2 separate regions of the Pan troglodytes genome follow, and region 1 is linked to region 2. The links are chromatin contacts, called in public Hi-C maps. All regions are on one chromosome and are shown on one strand. The core of a region is the stretch at or near the end of the contact, and the rest is flanking DNA. Distances in the headings are between cores, read along the strand shown.

What was found. A called contact is a pair of places that touch in the nucleus more often than the background predicts.
Region 1: a contact with region 2 is called in a Hi-C map of stem cell-derived neural progenitor cells, with 3 times the contacts expected there. The contact joins two enhancer-like sites. A contact is called at or near these places in 5 of 7 Hi-C or Micro-C datasets (blood, induced pluripotent stem cells, a lymphoblastoid cell line and 1 more).

The regions. Positions count from the first base shown.
Region 1 is chr5:150,442,468-150,446,948 of NHGRI_mPanTro3-v2.0_pri, reverse strand. No RefSeq gene overlaps it. Among named protein-coding and RNA genes, the nearest start is that of NHSL1, 23 kb to the right of the region's middle. Within about 2 kb of position 2,833, at least 1 of the 24 cell types and tissues checked has an H3K27ac peak or open chromatin away from gene starts, as enhancers often do. A contact at or near this core is called in stem cell-derived neural progenitor cells, where this site is marked.
Region 2 is chr5:150,274,190-150,278,574 of NHGRI_mPanTro3-v2.0_pri, reverse strand. It overlaps NHSL1 (NHS like 1), which reads left to right. Exons shown (of 8, transcript XM_009452091.5): 6 at 1-629; 7 at 1,178-1,310. Among named protein-coding and RNA genes, the nearest start is that of HEBP2, 25 kb to the right of the region's middle. Within about 2 kb of position 1,619, at least 5 of the 24 cell types and tissues checked have an H3K27ac peak or open chromatin away from gene starts, as enhancers often do. A contact at or near this core is called in stem cell-derived neural progenitor cells, where this site is marked.

The DNA.
Region 1 (4,481 bases), core at 1,584-4,083, 170 kb before region 2:
CGATTTCAAGGCTACAGTGAGTTGTGATCACACCACTGCACTCCAGCCTGGGCAACAGAGCAAGACCCTGTCTTTGAAAATAAAAACACAAAACAATAACAAAAAAGATAGAGGCAACAGCATAGATTGTTCCTTCAGGATTTCAAGAAGAATAGAGAATGACTGCTTGAAAGGAAGGCAGGTTGGAAGAAATATTCCCACAGGAAGGGGAAAGCCCACATTCCTCCAGATATATGCTACTTAAAATAGCCACTATTTATGGAGGCATGCGTAACGTGCAGCACTGACTAAATGCTTTATATACATTCTCCAAGCTGCCCCTTCACACACGTGTGGAGCTTGAGAGGAAATGCCAGGCAAGTTACCAGATCCTTCTGTGTCCCTCAGATTCGTACAGTTTATACAAGATCAAACCAATTAAAAAGCTCAGGTCTATCTAAATCTAAAGCCACCCCATCCCTCCCCGAAAAATCTCTCTATAACAAAAATGAATTCAGAGTATCAGCTAAATACAAAAACAAAACAAGCAAAACAAAACAAAAAAACCCTGGAATTAAATTCAGCCCATCTCTTGGACATTTTTAAATGGGATTTGCCAGGCATTCTGCATTATTGAATTAAGTGAATGACAATAGGCTAAAAAGTAAATGTAGAAATGGCAGTAAGAGGCAGAGGGGTCCTGCTTGGTTTGGAAAGAAATTGATCTGGGGTTAGACGTGTCAATGAACTAATAGGAGTGAAACTTCAGACTTCCTAGGTGGCAATTTGGGGAAAAATATCAGGTAATAGAAAGCTAGGCCAGCACTTTCCATAAAGTTTCCAATACTTGTCAATACCGAAAGGAGAACAACTAAGCAATGTAGATATGAGTGTCAGAAAGCAAGAAAGACATGAGTTTGAAACCAGACTAGGAGATGAGAAAGTCAAAGATGAACAAAGGAAAATAAAATAGAGAGAGTGAAAGAGACCCTCCAACCCCCTCAAACGACAACTATCAGTAAGAATGAAAGGGACAAATTCCATTTATTCATTAGTGAATTCCATTAATTAGTTCTCCATTGGGTAACGTTAATACATGCCACATCTTTTATTGTATATATAAAAGGGTATGTGTAAAATAAAACCGTGCATTTCACAAATTTCAAAGTTACGTACCATTTGTTGTAATCGTGCCTTCTCACTCACATTCCACTGCCTTCCTGTCTTCCTGAGTGTTAACCCCACTAAGATCAGACCACGTGTTGCCCTCCTTCATCCCTGGGTCTTTTAGCAGTTAGTTTCCTCTCTACCTGGTGTGTGGCGGCCCTCAAGAAATACACATTCATTCTACGTGTTAATTCATTTCCACTTAATGCAGGAAACTTAAGAGATTGAGGTCTTCATTAGAGGATTTCAGATACCTATCAACAATTCACTAGCACAGTAAAATACATACTTTTGTTTTATCTGGAGTTGGAACTAAGAAATATGAAATTGTAAGTTTACATTAGATTTCCACATTTTTAGAATGTTGTCTGTTAACCCTTAGCTTTTGATTACAAATCTGCATTTCTCTTACTTTTAACCCCAAATGACCTATTGGTAAACCTACTAGATACTTTTATATTTAAATGTAGCTGTCGAATTGATGTAAGGCTATATGTGACATAAAAGAACAATGTTTGTTTTTGTTTTTTTGACACAGGGTCTTGCTCTGTGGCTCTGGCTGGAGTGCAGTGGCATGATCTTGGCTCACTGCAAATTTTGCCTCCCAGGTTCAAGCTATCCTCCCACTTCAGCCTCTTGAATAGCTGGGATTACAGGAATGTCCCACCACACCTGGCTAATTTTTGTAGAGATGGGGTTTCACCTGGTTGGCCAGGCTGGTTTCCAATTCCTGAGCTCAAGTGATGCTCCTGTCTCAGCCTCCCAAAATGTTGGGATTACAGGCATGAGCCACTGGGCCTGGCCATAGCAATGTTTTGAGTTTTTTTGGTTTTTAATTTTTTTCTAACTTGTAGTTGAAAGATAACATGCATACAGGGAAGTGTGCATACTTCATTGCTGTTGGGTGTGCCGAGGCCGACTTTTCACAGTAGAGGGTGATTGGTTTGTCCTGCTGCTTATAGGTACTTTACCAGCTCATAATGTTCACTTCTTGGTCTCCCTAATGTGTAGCTGCTAAAGGAAGCAAGGAGTCTACACTAGAATAACCAGAAACGAACAACATGTACCCGGGACCTGGAAGTGAGGCATATGGTGATGTTTGATTTGAATTTTGGACTAAAGTTCCGTGATGATTAATAGCACAGGCAGCCAAATGAAAAACTTGTCAAATCAATAGTTATATAGATTTTACTATTAAAAGGAAATAACAGTATCTGAGATGGAATTAAAATTTCCAGGCTCCTAAAATCATTTCCTGTAAATTCTTTGTTCTTTAGGCTATATGACACCAGATCAAAACTTCGGAAACTAACCAGCCATTTTTATGGATTGATGCTTCATATGCCAGCACTGAATTAGGCTTTTGTATTCTATTCACTGTTTGCAGGTCTTAACTTTTTGTTTTTCTTTTTGAGACAGAATCTCACTCTGTCGCCCAGGCTGGAGTGCCGTGGTGCGATCTTGGCTCACTGCAGCCTCTGCCTCCCAGGTTCAAGCGATTCTCCTGCCTCAGCCTCCTGAGTATCTGGGATTACAGACATCCGCCACCACACCTGGCTAATTTCTTATATTTTTTGGTAGAGACAGGGTTTTGCCACTGATCTCGATCTCCTGGTAGGTCTTAACTTCTGATTGCAAGGCGGGAACCCTGAGCACTTCAAACTCTGCTTGAGAGAGTTTTTCTGTCACGCTTAACTCACGCAAGGTAGGAATGAATAATTTGCTGCTGCCGCTGCCTCTAGAGACTATTTTAAAGGATTATCTCATGGAAGCTTTCAGAACTTCCCCCCCACCCCCGCCAATTGAATGTGGGTGAGAAACGGACGTGAACTTAAAAAACTTAACCAAGCTTGGTTCACTTCTCAGGAGCAGGTCTGCTTAAATTAGCTGCATTGAGCTCCTCGATGTCCTTTTGCGGCGCTGCTGATTCTTTCAAGAACCTTGGCTACCTTGCCAAATGTATCACTCCTTTATAATCTTAAGCGTTTTAACAAATGAAATACAGTTCAGTTTCTGCGCTTGGTTTTAAATGTCATGATGTGTCTCAGCAATCCACTTAGTCCATCAAAATCACATTTTGACTTGTCCACATAATCCTTTTAGACTGTTTCTGGATTTATTAAGTGCTTTTTCATGCAGTTGATGAAAAAGCTTTCATTTTAAAAATAATTTCCACATGACGCTGGAGGCCTCCCATTGTAGTTTAACAATAGTTGAGATGTTGTATTGTTTATTCAAAACTGCCAAGTAGCGTCAGTGCTGGTGGATGGGAACCCTGGATGGAATGCTGGGAGAGCCCTGGGGAGGTAATTTAACCTCTTCATTGTTCAGTCCTGATGTCCAGTGGGTTTCAGCAGTGTGTCTAGGTTTACTCCATTGCCAGGCAGAGGTAGATTCTGCCTCCTCTGCCCCTTTGCATTCCTTGGATCGACCATTGACTACTGGAAGGCATTCAGACCATTACCTTTCTATGCCTTTTCCTTTGCATAAGACCTGCAAAGGAAAACATACTTTCATCCTGGATATTTTTTGGTTTTAGCTTCCAAGTAGGGTTTATGGCCTTTTTTTCTCTTGGGGTTGGGAAGAAGGGCAGTGTTGGAGAGGAAGAGACCCAGAAACACCACCATGCTAATAATAAGGAGGAGAAAGTCGGGCCATGTTGGAGTCCCTCTGCCAATTATACAGATCGTGGCACATAGGTGCAAGGGTGGCATGGCAACCTCTGGACCCCTCACTTTCCACTTTCTCTTACCCATTGTCTCCATAGGACTCAGCGTTTTGTTTCCGAAATCTTTCAACTTCACCTGTATGCTGTGCTATTCTTACCCATTCATTGTACATAAATATCTTTTCTGCTGATTAAAAAAATTCAAGAAAGGAAAGAGGGAGAGAATCTTTTAATTGATTCCAGGTTCCCCTATGATATTGAAGTTATTGAAATTCACTTTTGTAAAAAAGACTTAATATATCTGTTTTAAAAAAAGAGATAGGGTGTCACTCTGTTGCCTAGGCTAGAGCACAGCGACAGGATCACAGCTTACTGCAGCCTAGAACTCCCGGGGCGCAAGTGATCCTCCCACCTTGGCCTCCTGAGTAGCTGGGACTACTGGTGCTTGCCACCACAGCCAACTAATTTTTAAATATTTTTTGCAGAGACAAGATCTCGTTATGTTGCCCAGGCTGGTCTCACACTCCTGACCTCAAGTGACCCTCCTGCCTTGGCCTCCCAAAGTGCTAGGATTACAGGCATGAGCCACTGTACCCAGCCTATATCTTTACTTTTAACTCTCTTCCTCTTCTTAGTGGCTGGTCCTTTTCCTGACATATACTGCCTA
Region 2 (4,385 bases), core at 370-2,869:
CCACTTAAAGCCATCTGCTTTCCTGAAATCCCGAAATAGCACAAATGAAATGGAGAGTGAAAGCCAGCCTGCCTCTGTGACAAGCTCGCTTCTGACGCCTGCCAAGAGCTCGAGTCAGGGTGACCATGGCAGTGCGGCTGAGCGTGGTGGCCCTGTGAGCCGCAGCCCTGGAGCTCCAAGCGCTGGGGAGGCAGAGGCTCGGCCCAGCCCCAGCACCACCCCACTCCCAGACTCTTCACCCAGCAGGAAGCCACCCCCCATTTCCAAGAAGCCCAAACTGTTCCTGGTGGTACCACCTCCGCAGAAAGATTTTGCAGTGGAGCCCGCAGAGAACGTGAACAAAGCCCTCCAAGCTGTGCCCAGCCCCACGACGGGAGAGGAGGGCTCTGTGCACAGCAGGGAGGCAAAAGAGAGTTCTGCAGCCCAAGCTGGCTCTCATGCCACGCACCCTGGCACCTCGGTTCTTGAGGGAGGAGCTGCAGGATCCATGTCTCCCGGCAGAGTGGAAGCCAATGTCCCCATGGTTCAGCCCGATGTCTCACCAGCCCCCAAGCAGGAGGAGCCAGCCGAGAACAGTGCGGATACTGGGGGCGATGGGGAGAGCTGCCTATCTCAACAGGACGGAGCAGGTGAGTCTGGCTTCCTGGCTTCTCTCTCCTGTGCCCTCTGCCCATATGCAGCTGAACCAGATAGGGTTGTTGAATGCTCACACGTGGAAAGAACCCAGGTAGATCAGATTCCTGTTAAAGCTAGCAGTATGTAGGCTTCCTGTGTTAAAACACAGATTAAGTTACCAACTTTGCATTTTGTTATTATTTTTAAAATCTAGACCTAAAGGCATGGCAGAAAATAGGGGGATGGAGATGATCTGCAGCAGGCTGGGTATTAAATAGCAATGGGTAACATCTCCCTTCCGAAGAGCCGCGCAAAGAAATGTTGCAACAAAATTTAAGAGAGATGCCATGGGCGTTCCATACTTTAACAAAGAATGAGCTCTGGCTCTCAGGCTAGTGTCATTTCCTCCCTTCTTTGTAAACTATCAAACTACAGACCCACGGCATCTCCCTGTGGTTCTCACATTGTCGGGAATGGCAGGGAAGCAGCATATTTAGAAGCTTGGCTGAGGACTGAAATTCCAGTCACTTGTGCGTCTTGTGTGCCTGCCTGCTTTCTGTAGCTGGGGTGCCGGAGACCAACGCAGCCGGTTCATCCTCAGAGGCCTGTGACTTCCTCAAGGAAGACGGGAGTGATGAGGTAATGACCCCCAGTCGACCCAGGACCACAGAAGACCTTTTTGCAGCTATTCACAGGTATTTCAAACTCCTTCCTCTGACTTTAATCTACTGTGTAATTCCTTCTTTCCAAGCAGCACCTCAATTTACTTTTCTTCCTTGAGGTTTCTTCTGTCACCCAATCATAACTCCTTAACTTTACTGTTGATTTTTTAGTGGGTTTCTACAGTTTTATTTCCTCTGGCTCCAATTTCTGTTTTACTTTGTCTCACTGATTTTTATGACATTGGGGACAGTGGCTCAATGTGATACGTTCTGGTAGGCGCTGCTCTTCCTGGCAAGGAGCGCAGTGTGGCAGTCATAAGACAGAGTATATTAGCAAGAGTCGGATTAAAGTGACTGACAGTGCAGTCAGGAGGAGGAATGCTATGTTCTGTGGACTTAGGATGCACAGACTAGCTCCATGGGACTCTCTTCCTAAAGATGTTTTAGTTTATTCTAATTTTTTTCATTTTACAGAAAAACCACGATTATATAGAGCAATTTCTTTGGCTGCTTAAGTGTTTCTATAAAAGAGTACGGCCCTTTAAGCGGGAGCAAAAGAATGATTTATGCTTGTTAATATACCACTAGTGCCATCTACTGGCATCAGAAATCGTTGGGTTTAAAAACAAACAAAAAGGGTAAAATTTTCACAGTAATGGTCTGAACTGTTACACTTTTTATATGTGGTCACCTTTAAGAGTAAATATGATTTAGCACTAAAGTTTTACTTACTGCATCACTTTTCTGATTGGAAACAGCTGAGTACTCCCACACAGTGTCATTGTAAAAGCTGATGACTGTATATGTGCAACTACGTTAAGCCGTAATGCTGTATAAACCTTTTGCTTCCTTCTAGACTTCTCTACCACGGTATTTCCAGGTAACTCTAATGAATGTCCTTATGCTGCCAAGGCCTTATTTTGCCCTGAATGAAGATCCTTTCTTTTTTTTTAACCTCCTGAAACAAAGCATCCTGTAGAATCATTTGATTCTGTGTGTGAATGATCTTATGTCAGCACTGCTTTCCCAATTCTTGGACTCTCCCTGAAAAGACTGTTGCATAAGATGAAAAACATAGTGCTGTACCTACCTGAAACTCTTCATGCAACACATTAACATCTAACTTGGTGTGGGGGGAACGAAGCCGGTGAATTAATGTTCTTGTCAAGAATTATGCTCTTTACGTCGCTCCTCTAGTGTTGGTATAATAGATCCTAAAGACTGCCCCTTTTAACATGGACTGGTTTCTTCAATCTCATTAGAAGTGAAAAGGTAGCTGGTTGTCCAATTATTTCTCAAAACAGAGAAATGATAAATGATGCATCCTTTGAAACTTCAGTGGTGATTCTAGAAGTTCCCATAGATGTTTCTAACTCTTAACCACGCTAGACACATAAGAAGCACTCAATAAATATTTCCTGAATTAAATGAAACCAACTGGTATTTAACCATTAGAAGATTCTTCCAAGACTCAGAGTATTTCATTTAGTATGGAATGCACTGGGTTGCTAAATATACGGGCATATCTGTCTATTTATAATAGCCATCCACAGAGAAGATTTGCGTAGCCTGGTTGTTCTGTGTACTAGATACTTGGTTCCAGTGAGGAAACCCAACTGTTGTGGGTCCAAATTACTGCGTATTTTTTCCCCAAAAATATGCCAAAGGCCTCTTCTATATTTTGGCAACCTTCTTAAGGCATCGAAAAATGTGTTGTTTCTCTTACTAGGACGTTACATTGACTGCAGATGTAGAAATCGGTCAGTTGGTGTTATTCAGTGCACGTATGAGAGAAGTGAAAGCCAAGTAGGCCTTAGGAATGGATTGCAGAGAGAGAGTGAGGACATATGCTAATTTCTGTTGTAGCGTTGAGAATAAATTAGCAGACATAGTAAAAATCCATCTACTGTCTGTGCTTTTTTAGGGCTTTATTTTTATGTCCTTCAGCGCTTAAGCTCATAATTTAAAATAAAGAATATCTAAGTTGAAATACAGCTTCCAAATTTTATAATGCAAATTAATTCGCTTCAGATTTAAAGCCAGATGGAAAATGTAGAACACCAGTTGAGGTGTGAAGTTTTTATATTTATTGAAGTAATTAGTTTTAAAATCAGTGTTAACTGTTTAAGCACTTTTTATAGCTGTCTTCATTAAAAATACATATTCGTGTGTGTGTGTTGTGTATGTATATGCAAAGAATTTGTACATTTAGATTTAATTATTTTAGTGGGCACCTGCTCTTGAGAGATGACAGTGCTTTCATAAAATCCCATCTTTCTTCCTTTTTTTTTTTTCTTTTTGATACAGAGTCTCACTCACTCTGTCACCCAGGCTGGAGTGCAGTGGCGCGATCTTGGATCACTGCAACCTCTGCCTCCCAGATTCGAATGATTCTCTTGCTTCAGCATCCCAAGTAGCTGGGATTATAGGCGTGTGCCACCATGCCCGGCTAATTTTCGTATTTGTAGTAGAGACATGGTTTCACCATGTTGCTCAGGCTGGTCACCCCATCTTCTTTCTTAATTCTATGTCTACAATTAAAGGTCATAGTTTTACTCAAGTTTAGTTGTGACTTGTTTAATGGATCTCAGCATACTCTCACCGTTTAAAATCTAAATTACAAATTAAGTCACCAGCCAATACCTAAAAGAATGAAATGAGCAGAGCTGCTTTGGGGAGTAGACCATGTAAGTGGTGAGGCCATGTGCTATAAGCTCAAGTCCTAGTTGTCATACTAACAAGTTACCTTTTCTCAGTTACCTTTTCTGAAACCCAAAGTGGTTGGACTAGACCATTTCTAACGTCTTTTCTAGCTCTACAGTTTCGAGATGTTAGGATGTCTGTAGTTTTGTCAGCCGGTCCTAACTCTTATCAGGGCAGACTGCTCTTGTTAACTACTGAGTGGGACCATGAAACCTGTATGGTAGGCCATGTTCTGCAGTCCCAAAGAGTCTGGTGCCCTGTCCACTCTGGCCACCCTTCAGACCCTGTATTGGGTCCTTACCATTTCCCAGCCTCTGCTTTAGTGGCATCTTTTTGACCAGAAGAATGGCGATGACGCCAGGAACACCAAGCCCAGGGCAGCCAGCATGGGCCCATGCTGCCCTC